Linked DNA regions of Cyprinus carpio: region 1 is linked to region 2. A link is a contact called in public Hi-C data. All regions are on one chromosome and are shown on one strand. Each heading gives the region's core, a stretch centred on a gene start, on an enhancer-like site or on the middle of the called end of the contact. The rest is flanking DNA. Distances are from core to core; before and after follow the strand shown. Region 1 holds the start of LOC109050146 (TBC1 domain family member 22B-like). Region 2 has its middle 45 kb from the start of LOC109071295.

Evidence for each region. A called contact is a pair of places that touch in the nucleus more often than the background predicts.
Region 1: a Hi-C map of liver shows a contact between it and region 2, with 11 times the contacts expected there. The contact joins the promoter of LOC109050146 here to the enhancer-like site in region 2. A contact is called at or near these places in 8 of 8 Hi-C or Micro-C datasets (liver, red blood cells and skeletal muscle).

What each region holds. Positions count from the first base shown.
Region 1 is chrA8:5,648,831-5,655,373 of ASM1834038v1, forward strand. It overlaps LOC109050146 (TBC1 domain family member 22B-like), which reads left to right and starts at 2,788. Exons shown (of 13, transcript XM_042761756.1): 1 at 2,788-3,090. The coding sequence starts at 3,035.
Region 2 is chrA8:5,532,056-5,539,214 of ASM1834038v1, forward strand. It overlaps the pseudogene LOC109071307. Among protein-coding and RNA genes, the nearest start is that of LOC109071295, 45 kb to the left of the region's middle. Within about 2 kb of position 3,081, at least 2 of the 8 cell types and tissues checked have an H3K27ac peak or open chromatin away from gene starts, as enhancers often do.

The DNA of each region.
Region 1 (6,543 bases), core at 1,538-4,037, 120 kb after region 2:
AGATGAAAAAAAAAAAAAAAAAAAAAAAAAAAAAAAACCTAAATGAAAATTAGAAATATTGCCTTGGCAACTAAGTGAAATTTGAAGTACTAAAATGACTAAAACTAAAACTGAAATAAAAATTTATTAAAGTTATATATAGAAATATTTTTAAAAAACCAAAACTTGACAAGCGCATAATTATTTTACTAAAACTTAAACTAACATAAAAATGGAAATGTTTATTAAAACAGACTATTAAAATTATTTTTGGTAGGCCTAATTGAAATAAAGCTGAAATAAAATAAAATACTAATATTAAATGAAAAAAACTAAAAACATAAATGGAAATGAATATTGCCTTGGCAACAAACAAATAAATTACTTAAAAATAAAAGTACTTAAAAATTTGGCTAAAATAATGAAAATGACAAAACCAATGAAAAATGAAAATATAAAAAGAACAACTTCATAATAATAATAATAATAAATGGTGTACTGAAAAAAATGTGTGTGTGTGTGTGTGTGTGTGTGTGTGTGTGTGTGTGTGTGTGTGTGTGTGTGTGTATACATATATATACATGCATACACACTAAAATAACACTGTCTCACTTGCAAATAAAAAACAAATCAAAAACAAAACAAAAACTACACCAATACTGGAATTGAGAAAAAAAGGTTTGTTTTGATTTGACATCAGTTTTCAGACAGTTTTCTCTAAATCTGAGGAGAGCTGAGTCAAATCCATCTACCACAGGACATATTATCGTATTACATAACTCAATTTTTTGTGACTAAAGGTGAACTTGTATAAAACTATATGATTCACCTTTGGAGGGTAGTGTGCTGTCAGCAATCATTTTATAGCTCAATAATCTCACTATATGTCCACAATTGTCTCATTTGCATCTTTTATATCTCAGTTAAGTCGATGAATGAGCAACCTCTGAGCAACAGCAATCTCCTCTGAGTGAGCTATAAAGTGCTTATGTGGAGTATTTCCTTATAAATTCTCTTCGGAAAAGAGTGACATACATGCTGCTGAAGCAGGATGTTGTCTTTCAGGTCTTCCTGTCTCAGTCTGCTGACCAATGAGATAAATCCGCCTGGTTCATGCACTCGATAACCTGACTCTGGGAGCGTGTAGTGCTGAAGAGCCAACAGCACATGCACACATTTGCACTCACTCAACAAAAAAACCCAAACATAGGGGAATTAGGAGGAAAATAAAGCAGCATTCCACAGATGCCATGGCTTCCTAAGGATGCAGTTAGCATGACCTTTCATCTGTTTGTTTCATGTGTGGCGCGTGTGTCCGCCACTCTGAATGAACTCAAAGGAAGTGCTTTAATGAGGGGGCAGTTCTTCAAGCGGGAGGGTCTCAAACACAAACACAGGAGTGGAGTGAACTCATTCACACCGTTTAGTGCTCATTTCCACATCCATTACAGACACAAACATAATACTTCCCTATCTGCTTTTTGTAAATTAACCCTGAAGGTTACTGTAGGAAGTTCTTCTCTTCTCAGGTTAAGGGCCCTTGTAGAATAACAATAGCAAAAGCTATTTGAGGCCACAGGTTCTTATTTTCCATCTATAGTTCACAGGAAGTGTTATGTCCAACTTTCCACTAAGGATGTTCGCATAATTGTTTTGCCTAAGGCATGTTTACTTTTTTGTTCATGCATCTGCAGCTGTTGTTAGTGTTTAATATCTTTATTAATAATCATTCTAATAACAGAAACACTTAATAGTGCATTCAGTTCTCAGTCTTTTTTTAATACAGTATTATTAATGTAACATCAGTTCATAACAATTTACTTTACAATGTACATGCAACATAACAATACTTTATAAAAGTATCAATCTGCTACCTCATTTTATGTAATTCTAAAAAAAAAGTATTATTAAAAATACGCCAATTTTGTGATTAAACAAAGGGATAACGTTTTAATATTATCAGTTTTTTTTAACATAGTAACCTAATGTTGAAAGTTGTGTTTTTAACGTATGTTATGAAACAATCAGTCTTCGCAAAACATAAGTCTGCAAAAAACGTAATAATAATTCGGCTGATAATAATTTCAGTAAACGATGAATATTGCAGCAATTACAGGCTTCAGTACAGTAGAGGAAACTGTTAAGAATTTCACGCAGAGCTAAGCAGAGCGCCATAAATATATGGGTGACTACTTCCATCTAGTGTTCAAATTGGGGAACTGCGTAATGACACTTTCACCAATGCATTATAATTCATAATTGTTAAAAAGAGACTTAATCACGTTTATTTAATGTGGAAAAATAAACAATGGCATTATTTGTGAAACATTTATTCATCATAGCATTATTTGGTGTACTGTTTTTCATTTATGCCCATTAAAAAAAAAAAAAAAAAAAAAAAATCTATGTTTCCAAATTAAATGATTTATCATATCTGTATCGCAGCAATCTAATGAGTATGTAATGAGAATAATCATTTGGAATAATGGAAATTAAAACAAACGTCAAAAGAGGGGCGATACAAAGTTCTGGAACTTTGGTAGCAGGAATTTGTGGAACTTTTGGAATGCAGATACGAGAGCATTCTGTTAATGTATCAATCATGCGATAATAATTATTTTTCTGGATCTTCTGTATTACACTGCTGTCCTCTTTATGTTCTACAGTAGGCTATATTGTGTTGTTCTGTACATTATAAGGCGTGTGCATTTTTCAAAACATCATTTCTAAATATCTAAATATATAACTAAAAATACGCGTCTTCGTCTACTGAAACGCAACCCCCATTGGTCCGTTCCCATGCACCTGTTCGTCATTTCAACCAATCACAGCGCGACCTCAAGCACCTCCAATATGGCGACGTCCATCCAGAACCGCTGTAGGCACATCCTGTGTTGAAAAGAAACCCCTCAATAACTTATCGAAACAAAGTAAGACACATGCGGCAATACAACTAATAATATCGTTTTCGCCGTTGGATATCTGCACATGTCGGTTGACGGCGTGGTGTTCGCTTTCATGGCTGTTTGTGAATGAAATTGGGCGTCCTCTCGCCATGGCCACCGACAACAGGATTCATTTCTGGAAGAGAAACCCAAAGGTTCCCGGAAGGTGAGTTTAATTAATTATTTCCTCTTTGACGTAGGTTTAAGTGCGTTGTTTTGTACTCAGAAGGCGTTTTATGCTAATGTATCGACTCTGACCAGCTGCTTTGTTTACTAGACACCATGGCTATGTGTCAAAACATAGTGAGCTGTCTATCTTGACAACATGCTGGTTATACTGGATATACTGGACGTTCGCTGCGTTTTTGCTCATGTTGTAAAGATCAAAATTAAGATTATTTGTGCATAATACGAAACCGCTGTTGTGGTGTCCAGTTGTGGCCATATGGAAGCGAAGCTAGTGTTGCTCTTTGTGAACCCTTACTAGGTATAACATTGTAATCATAGTTATCACCGAAAGGCTTTATTGTTACTGATATAACACTGTGGTAACTTGGGTTTTAGCTGCTGTTTTAATCAAACAACAAAAAGCTTTTTAAACTGTATGACCTGATCATAATTTGTTATGATGTTACAGTAATAATTCTGTACTATGCAATGCTATCTATGCACTAATCAGTGCTTACCATGGTAATTTTTGTAAAGGAAAGACAACTGCTTACATAAGCATTGGTTTTTGATGTTTTCAAAACAGTATTTAATTAAATAATATTTGAACTTGTTAAAGCTGTCATCTAGGTTGGTTCAGTTTGTCCGTGCTGGGCCTTTTGTTTAGCCTGGACAGAGTTTGCTGAGTGTGCTTCATTGCGGGTTGTTTGGATTTTCATGGTCGCAGACAGAATCAGTTCATCTGACTGTGTGAACGCAAGCTTGTGATGACTGGACAGTTTCCAGTAGATCAGATTATATATCGGGCCTTGTGTAATTTTGCAAAAGAGGAACTCTCATGCAGTCAGTTTGGACGATTTTCTGCGTAAGTGCTGCTGGTGCACAGCGGTCACAGAAATTCACTTTTTTTCTGTAAGAGGTAATGTAAATACGATGGAATTGATTTTCAGGGGCATTTTAATGACTTTTTAATGGGGGAATATTGATTTCCAACCATGTTAAAATACAGTGTTTTATATGTTTTTGTCCACTAGTTTAATTTTAGTCTTTTAAACATATATTAGCCTGAGTTGTATTCATGGAAGTTGTCATCATTAAAGTTAAAGTTACAGATCATTTGCTGTTATCTCAATTTTTTATTTTAAAACCGTATTTTAAAATACAACAGCCATTCCAGTCCAATGTGTTTTTTTTTTTATTTTATGTATTGTATAAAAACATTCACCTGACAAAAAAACTTTCATAGGAATTTTTTTTAAAATTTTCGTTAAATTTAGTATGGCATCTAACCTGAATAAGGTTTAAATGCAGCTCAGGAAACATTTCTTATATATATATATATATATATATATATATATATATATATATATATATATATATATATATATATATATATATATATATATATATATATATATATATTTGTACATTATAAATGTTTTTCTTTTTAATAAATCAATATTTTAGATCAAATTAATTTTTGGATCAGTCTGTTTTTAAATCAAATTAATCTGTCCTTGTTGAATAAAAGTGTCACGTTTTCTTTAAAAAAAAAAAATCCACGGACCCTAAAATTTTTAAATGTAGTGTAATAAAAAGAAACTAAATAATAATAATAATAATAATAATAATAATAATAATAATAATAATAATAATATGGTGATGTTGTCTCACGTTCTTTTTTTCTTTCTCTCTTTTTAAATAATTACAAATTCCTGAACTTTAATGCCTTATCCATTGACAAAAAAGTCATGCTTTTTTTTGGGAAGCAATTCTCTTTTTTTTATCAGTTCTTTTTTTCTGAAAATTGAAATGTGATCTAGTTTTCATGGTCTCATACCTTTAGAAAATTGCTGTATGAGCATTGCACAATGAAGGTGATATTAGAAATGGATGGGATTCCCCTCTGTGATGGGAAAGATGAACAGGTTGAGCTGAAGCAGCCGTTATTGTTTGGGTGTGGTTGTGATTTCAGACTGTTTGAGTTGCTTGTTCGGGTGAATTGGCAGCATTTGAAGGACGCGCAGTGGGTGTGATCTGGCTGTAACATGAGAGGATGAGAGGTGTGGCCTCTTTCCCACCATTGATCTCATTTAACAGAAAGGACAGAGCATGCAAAAGTGATACTAGATGCCACCAAACAACCTTGGTGTCATCCTAGTCAAAATAACATGACCTACAGCTGTAGAAAGGGACACAAAAAGGTGTTCATTCACAGAGTATGTCTTCATGTTAGTTGATAACTGAATTATAGACCTGTTTGATTCATTATAACAGCATGTTAATGAAATTCTCAATGGAAATTACTAATTACATTGACAGTTTTCCCACTCTGTTAGCTTTTGTAAGTAGATTATAGTGTGGAAAAGTCTTTTTTGTGTGTGTGTGTGTGTGTGTGTGTGTGTGTGTGTGTGTGTGTGTGTGTGGCAGAAGGAACAGCATACATTTAAGATAAGGCTGCCCTCCGGGAAACTGCTCGCATACTCAAACACACTCCTTGCTCACAGCCCAATATTTAATGCAAATGCGAGCAGCTTGCTTACATATCTAGAAGTAATTTACCTTTTATTTTCTACACGCATTAAAATTGATGAGCCGTATTTCAGTGGCATTGTGCTTTTGCCAATTATTCTGTGGTCCCATTTGCACATAATGCATTTAGTATTGTGTTGATTTCACCAGAAAAGGGCCTTGTAACAAGCATACTGTTAATTTTCCTTTCAACAATATGACCACACCTATGGCCCTGTGTTGCCCGTAAAAATTCTGCTTAGCACTGCAGTGTTTGAACTTCTCTCGGAATTATGCAAGATATTGCACAGTTAATCACAATAGCCTCTAATATTGTAGAGATTAATATTTATATGTTGTAGTGATGCAGAGGAACCAGCAGTGTGCTTGGCTTTTAATTTGAGATGTATTTTTTGCTGTCAACAAGCACTAGCAAGTCTATTTTCCTGCTCTGGAATTGTTTTAAACTACCTCTGCATCTCCAGATATTTGTTTTTTCATGTGTGTTTCTGACTAGGGCTGGGGGATATATTGAATATTCAGAGTATATTTGCAGTATACAAATGTCATAATGATTTTAATGCAACTTTTCTTTGGTTGTTACTTTTTTCTAGAGGCAGTGTTCAGAATAGCATAATGCATTAATATTCTTACTGTTTCTGCAGTATGTATTATATAATCTGTTCATAGTATGCAACTTTTATGTATGCATTGCTTACATAGAAGACAAATTATTTGCCAAACATCCAAAATAGTAAGCACTCTGTACCTCATAATACAATGTATTTAACTTGACTTTCCATTTCTATGTGACTGCTGTGATTCATGATCTGATTTGATTTCCTTAATGGTGTACACCACTCAGGTTTAAACTTAACCCTAACCAATCCACTTTTGATCAGATTAATGAATCCTTGTGTATAAAAATAGTATCCGTATA
Region 2 (7,159 bases), core at 1,831-4,330:
GTACATCATTGCCCGTGGCCCCTGTTGTTTTTAAAGAGTGTAATATCCCTCTGCTGACACACAGATTCTGTGGAATTACCCGGGAATTCTCCTTCCTGTCCAACAGAGTATGACTGTGTTTTGTTCCGAGAACTACTTGACAGCGTTTTCTTTTGTGGAATTTATAGGGATTTTGGCCATCTGGGATGATGGACCATTGAATATATTTGGGGAATTCACTATTTATACACCTTGCTGTCCGCTTTTGTCAGGCATGTTGTATTTATTTGATTATTTATTTATTTTGTATTGACTGGTTCATCCTGTAGCAAAGGGCTGAAATGCTCTTGTGATGCCAGACTGGAGTAAATGGTTCTCATGGTAACAGAAGAGTCTGGCTGCCACCCAAACCCTGCGCTGTGCTGGAACAGACAGAGCATTCTGGCATATAATACATCAAAACTACCACCATCACCTTACCTAACCCTGCCTTCCACTCCCACACACACACGTTTAAGAGGGCAGAGTAACTGCATCAATGTGTTATATTTGGAAATAGTATCCATCACCATTCAAGCATTTTATAATCACTTCAAGGATGTTAGAGCAGTGATTCTCAACTGGTTTTGCTTCAGGATGTAGATTTTACATTTGAAATCAATGATTAATAGAATTGTTTATTGTACAAAATTGAAGACATGTCTTTAAAATCACTTTGATAACTATAGGAACAGTTAAAATGATAACTATAGGAACAGTTAAAAGGAACAGCGTTTATTTAAAATAGAATTTTAATGTAACAATTTACACATCTTTACTGTCACTTTTGATCAATTGAATGGATCCTTGCTGAATAAAAGTATTCATTTTTGAAATTTTGAACAGTAGTGTATATACCAGTTAAATTTAATTGTGCTTTTTTATTTACATTAACTTTCATCATCATCTAACACTAAGTTTAAGACATTTAACAGTGATGTTAAATGAAATCTCTTAATTTTTGTTAAATGTTACAATGTTAAATGTTTTTTTTTTAGGATTCCAATTTAGTATTATTTCCCCTGCTGCCTGCAACACTGCTTTATAGCATTATCTCCATGGATCTTCAAGCAGCCATCGGTGATGCAGTATGATGTTTAGCCCACATGACCGCTGTAGTTAGTCATCATAAGCCGGTGGATAACTCTTTGAACGACAAGTACTATAATCATTCTGTGATCATCACATGAACAAAACACTCTGTAATTTGGAAAAAAGCTGTTTGTTGCCAGTAATTCCAAGCATGTTATTCCTGTTGAGGAAGTTCTGAGAAACAGGCCATTGTGTTCCTCAGCTGATTGATAGATGGCGCCGTACAGCGAATGAACTCTGTGCCTCCTTGGCAAACCAACACAGTACAGGTCATGTGAATCTGGCTCCATCTCAAAGCGCTTTGAATTTATTATTCAGTGTGCAGCTACAAATATTTTTGTTTTGTTTTATTTGTTCTGTGCTGAAAAGGATGCTGGTGAGAAGGAAGTGAGGTATTTAATCCATGCATTGTTTCATGTTAGTATTGTTTATAACATTTCCACATTACCTAATAAGGCCTGTTTCCTGTGCTGCAAAATGATGACAAAATGCATCTTGCAATTCATTAATAAGATGATCATTTTTTGTTTTGTTTTGTTTTTGTTAAAGACATCTATGAATATCTTTGTGAAGGTGTTGAAGTGGTTGATGTGTCAATACCTCTTGCCCTTTAAGAAGCCCTTTGGCTTTGACCATGTTAGGGTTCATGAGGAAGGTCAAGTCTTTTTCAGATGTTAAAAGTGGTAAAGCGTCAGTTTCCTTTAAGAGTTCCTTTCATATCTCACCTCAGTCGGTCTGTGTTATCTTTTAATACCTCATGAGATCTCACTTCATTATGTGGCTCTCTGGAATACTTGATTCCGATTGGACAGTGGCAGCATTCTGTTGTGTTTTGTAATGGTTATTCAGAATTAAAGAATTGACTTCCTTTCAATTAATGAGTCCTGGACATTTGACACAGGAAGTTGGAATTAGATTTTGGAATTGGGAAGCTGAAGTTGGAATTTGGATTGGATTGACAGAGGATTTGTAATTCAGAGAAAGTGAATTACAATGGTAATAATTATGCATATTAAAATATATGAAATTGAACTATAATGATAATGCATGTGTGTGTGTGTGTGTGTGTGTGTGTATGTATTATTATTTAGAGATTTTATCTGTTACAAAGTATATAAACTAAATACATTCTCTATACATTATCAACTGTTACAGTCATATGAATTTCTTTGAATTTCAGTTTAATTTAAATTGAATTGCAATTCTGTATTCTGTTTGTGTACCCGGTTCAAATTTGAAAGTCATTCTCAATGAATTTTGAATGTTGCACAAACTGGTATAAGTTAGCAACACTAACTACTATGGGCGGAGCTTGAACAATTATTGTGCTATTGTTTTCACTTTCTTCACACATCATTTTGACTATTTTTTTTTTCCTGTTGACTGAAATAAATATTTCATGCCCATTTATTTATTTATTTTTTTGGTAAGTTGCAATGTATAGTTAGCTGCTTTTTATTGCAAAATAAATCCAGTTTATGATGATCAGAACATAGAAGCATAGAACATAAACTGAACAATTATATGTTTCAAGATGCTGTTAAATCCATCTACCTCAATTTTCTTTAGTCTAGCATTGATTCTTCATGACACATTTGTTCTTAGTGGAAAGGCGTCTTAAAGACAACCATGGATTTATGAAGACAAAAGGCTACAGGAGGTGCTCTGTAACCTATTGGTTCCAGGAACAGCCTCCCTAAACTCTCTCTGTGACCCCAATTTCATCCTATGTCCATGCTCTCTTTGGACGCCCCAGTCACCCGTAATTGGTTTTGATGGGTCTGTGTTTCGCAGTGTGTGTGAGCGCGCTGTCTTTGGTGTACCATGTACATGAGGTTCATGGGAAGAAGCTAGCAAAGCCCAGCCCAAATCTGAACTCCCCCCTCTTCTTGTCTCCTCCTCTCCAATCTAGATCCATTGGCTGGGATCTCTACGGCGGAATGCTGCTGGGACCCCCTTCTAACCTCCCCCCAACCCTCCCCTTGAGTGCACCCACCCATTAGGAATTCCAGCAGGGCATTGTGGGTGGGATGAATGGGGTCAGAGCCAAGGAATGAAGTAGGAAGTTTTCACAAGAGTTTAGCCTTTATTTTGCATGGCTTTGTTTTGTTTTATCTGAAGCTTGGAAAAGTGCCCTGACTACTGATTCAAATACGGCTAACAATATTTAACATACTTATATTTTATATGTTTCAGTGTCTTTATCTATCTATCTATCGTTCTATCTATCGTTCTATCTATCGTTCTATCATTCTATCTATCTATCGTTCTATCTATCATTCTATCTATCGTTCTATTGTTATATCGTTCATTCTATCTAACGTTCTATCCTTCTGTCTGTCTGTCTGTCTGTCTGTCTATCTATCTGTCCTTCTATCTATTGTTCTATCTAATGTTCTATCTGACATTCTATCTATCATTCTATCTATCCTTCTATCTGTCTGTCTGTCTATCTATATATCATTCTATAGTTCTATAGTTCTATCTATCTTTCTAGCATTATAACTCTCGTTATATCATTCAGTTTCTCTGCCATCTATCTATCTATCTATCTATCTATCTATCTATCTATCTATCTATCTATCTATCTATCTATCTATCTATCTATCTATCTATCTATCTATCTGACCAACTAAGACCAGCAAACTAGATTAATCTGGTTTAACTTGGACTTGTTGGACAAGTTTAGAGAGAATTGGTTGCATTGCTATCTCCTAGTACTACTACATATTATTTGGGAAAGAGCATATCTACTATGTTATGGCCTATTTAATTGTGTTTGTAACTACAAAGGCCTAGCTCTACACACCCATTACAATAGTACATGTAACTTGAAAATACAACCTTAATTTAATTCTGTAAATCATTTTAGGCATATCCAATTCCTAAATTAGTTTACCTTTAATAAAGCAGTTTAAGGGAGTTTATTGGCGCCACTGTCCTTCTGGGGGCATCGAGTTCAACTGATGCAAAGCATCTGTACAATCTAATAAAGAAAGAAAGAAAAAAACTGGCATTCATTTATTGTGTGATGTATTTGTGCAAGTGAATGAGCGTAGACTGGTCGGTGTGTTTTCGTCTCACACTGAGGCAGAGGGTTGTGTTCTGTGTGTGGCGCGGGACCCTCGTCCTTTAGGATGCTTTTGTGTGGGCCTCCAAATAGGCCAAGTTCACAGAGACACAAAAGCGGGGAAGAGAACCGGAGGGAGTGGGGTGACGGGGCAGCTATCAAAGGATATCAGCTCATTCTTATAGCCGCTGCTCACTAATGCATTGTGATTTGTATAGCGGAGCAGGTGAATGAAATGGAGACTTGTAAAAAAGATGAAAAACTGTATTTGATAATGCATTTCAGGCCTTGTGGATTTCCACATGCTTTTGAAATGAGTGAATGGGGAATTGGTTCTGTAAATTTTGAGATATAAAGATCATTTGTTTGGTTTTAAAGGGTTAGTTCACCCAAAAATGAAAATTCTGTCATCAATTACTCACCCTCATGCCGTTCCAAACCCGTAAGACCTCCATTGATTATCAGAACACAAATTAAGATATTTTTGATGGAATCTGAGAGCTCTCTGACCCTCCCCCAGACAGCAAGGGTTCTTACACGATCGATGTCCAGAAACATAGCAAGGAGATCGGTAAAATAATCTGTGTGACATCAGGGGTTCAACCGTAATTTTACGAAGCTACGAGAATACTTTTTGTGCAAAAAAAATAAAAATAACGCTATATTCAACAATTCGTCTCCGTGTCACCCTTACGCCATTTTGGAGAATATCCACTGAACGCAGACAGTGTATTCTATGTTGTTTGTGCTTTGATTTGAACTAAAAAAAACACCGTATCTGTGTGGAGCGGCTGACACAGAACAACATACGCTGTTTGTGTTCAGTGGATACGCTTCAAAAAGGGAGGTAGGGTGAAGACGAATAGTTGAATAAAGTCGTTATTTTTTTTATTTTGTGCACAAAAAGAATTCTCGTAGCTTTGTAAAATTACGGTTAAATCCCTGATGTTACATGGATTATTTTACCGATCTCCTTGCTATGTTTCTGGATGTTGATCGTGTAAGGACCCTTGCTGTCTGTGGGAGGGTCAGAGAGCTCTCAGATTCCATCAAAAATATCTTAATTTGTGTTTTCCGAAGATGAATGGAGGTGTTACGGGTTTGGAACGGCATGAGGGTGAGTAATTAATGACAGAATTTTCATTTTTGGGTGAACTATCCCTTTAAGAAATAAGTCATTTCTGAGTTTTTAGAAAGACTGAGAAATCATAAAAGTGCTGTAAATATATTTCATCCATATATAATAAGTGTATTAGCAGATAAAGTGCTTGCTTTTCAAACTCAATCTGCTTTTTTCATCCGCTTTTCTTCCCAGACAGACATGTATCTCTCTCTTATTCTGTTTGGGAGTGGGTGAAGAGAGCAAGAGGGACCCTAAATCAAATAAACATCATAGCCCGATTGCTTCATCTCTGTTTTCCAAGAAAACCAGACATCCAGGCTGAGAATAAACTCTATTTGCATTGTCTCTTCCGGCTGTGGATCTCTAAGTGTCTTTTATTGAATCTGGTCTCATTAGAGAGCCGGACCAGCAGAAATGATGCTGCTGAAGACAGCACTCAGCTATAGCACTTATTTCCAGAGAGATATATATAAACACTACACTGTGTTTTGGATCCATAATGGCTTCCTTCCCCCTCTTGTGTGTCTTGTTGCTACAAACTCTGTTGTTTTTTGGCACTGATCTTGCGGGCTCATTAATTACGGATCAGATGGTGGTGTCGTGCATCCTGATTTAGTCATAATGACTAAGTTTTTTTCATTGTGATGGGAGGAGAGATCTGCTTTGTGATCTCTATCCACACTATTGATGGCCTGTGTTGCTACTACAATACCAAAATGTATAATTATCCCTCTGATTAGCATATAACAAACACCTTCCTGTAAATGTACCATAGAAACCAGTTGTGCTGTAGTTAATTTCCACAATAAAACTGTGTATTAATAAAATATAACAGATTTTGAAAGCTTGGTTTGTTTGTTTATTATGGTTTTACAGTTGTAACAATCAGCCAATCAAAATTTATTTACAGTACATAGCACCTGTCAATCAAATCTAATTCAAAATGCTTTACACAAAAGGTAGTACAGTAACAACCCATTATGTTTATAGTTAATAATAGTAAAATATAAAAATCGTATATAGTACAATTTAAGTAATATATTAATGAAAAAATATATAAAACAATAGGATAAACATTAATAGAATAAAATGATTATCAACAGTTATTTTACTAACTAGTTTGGCAGGTTACCACCATGGTCACTTTTTGTGAGGTTAGTACAATTGTACATTTGTTGGTTTAAATGAAACTCTTGGGAATTAATGTTTTAACACGTAGACACAATATAGTCCAGTCCAAAGAAAGATACAATTTCTGATATTTCTTAGCCATATTGTTAATGGAAAGAATGTAACTGGAAAGAACTGTAAGCTAAACTTGGCATCTAATAAGGACAAATATGCTTCATTTCAGCCTCCAAACAGCAAAAAGGAGGCTGAACCACCTGCCAGCATTGTCTGTTTCCATGCAGTGAGAGGGAGCAGAGCATGCTGGGAGGTGGGATGGTGGGGAGGTTTGGTTCTCACAGGCTTCACTCTGACAATTCCCGCCAAACCCCCTGAACATATATATATACGTGTGTGTGTGTGTGTGTGTGTGTGTGTGTGTGCGTGTGTATACCCTAGCAAACAAGCATAAACTACACAGAGCACCCTAGCAATGCCATAACCACCCAGTATACTGTAGCAACTGTTAAGAATACTCTAGCAATGCCCTAGAAGCACTCATAATACCCTAGCAACACCCTAGCAACTGTTTAGAATACCCTAGCAATGCCCTAGAAGCACCCATAATACCCTAGCAACACCCTAGAAAGCATCTAGAACACCCTAGCAACTGATTAGAATGCCCTAGCAATGCCCTAGAAGCACCCATAATACCCTAGCAACACCCTAGCAACTGATTAGAATGCCCT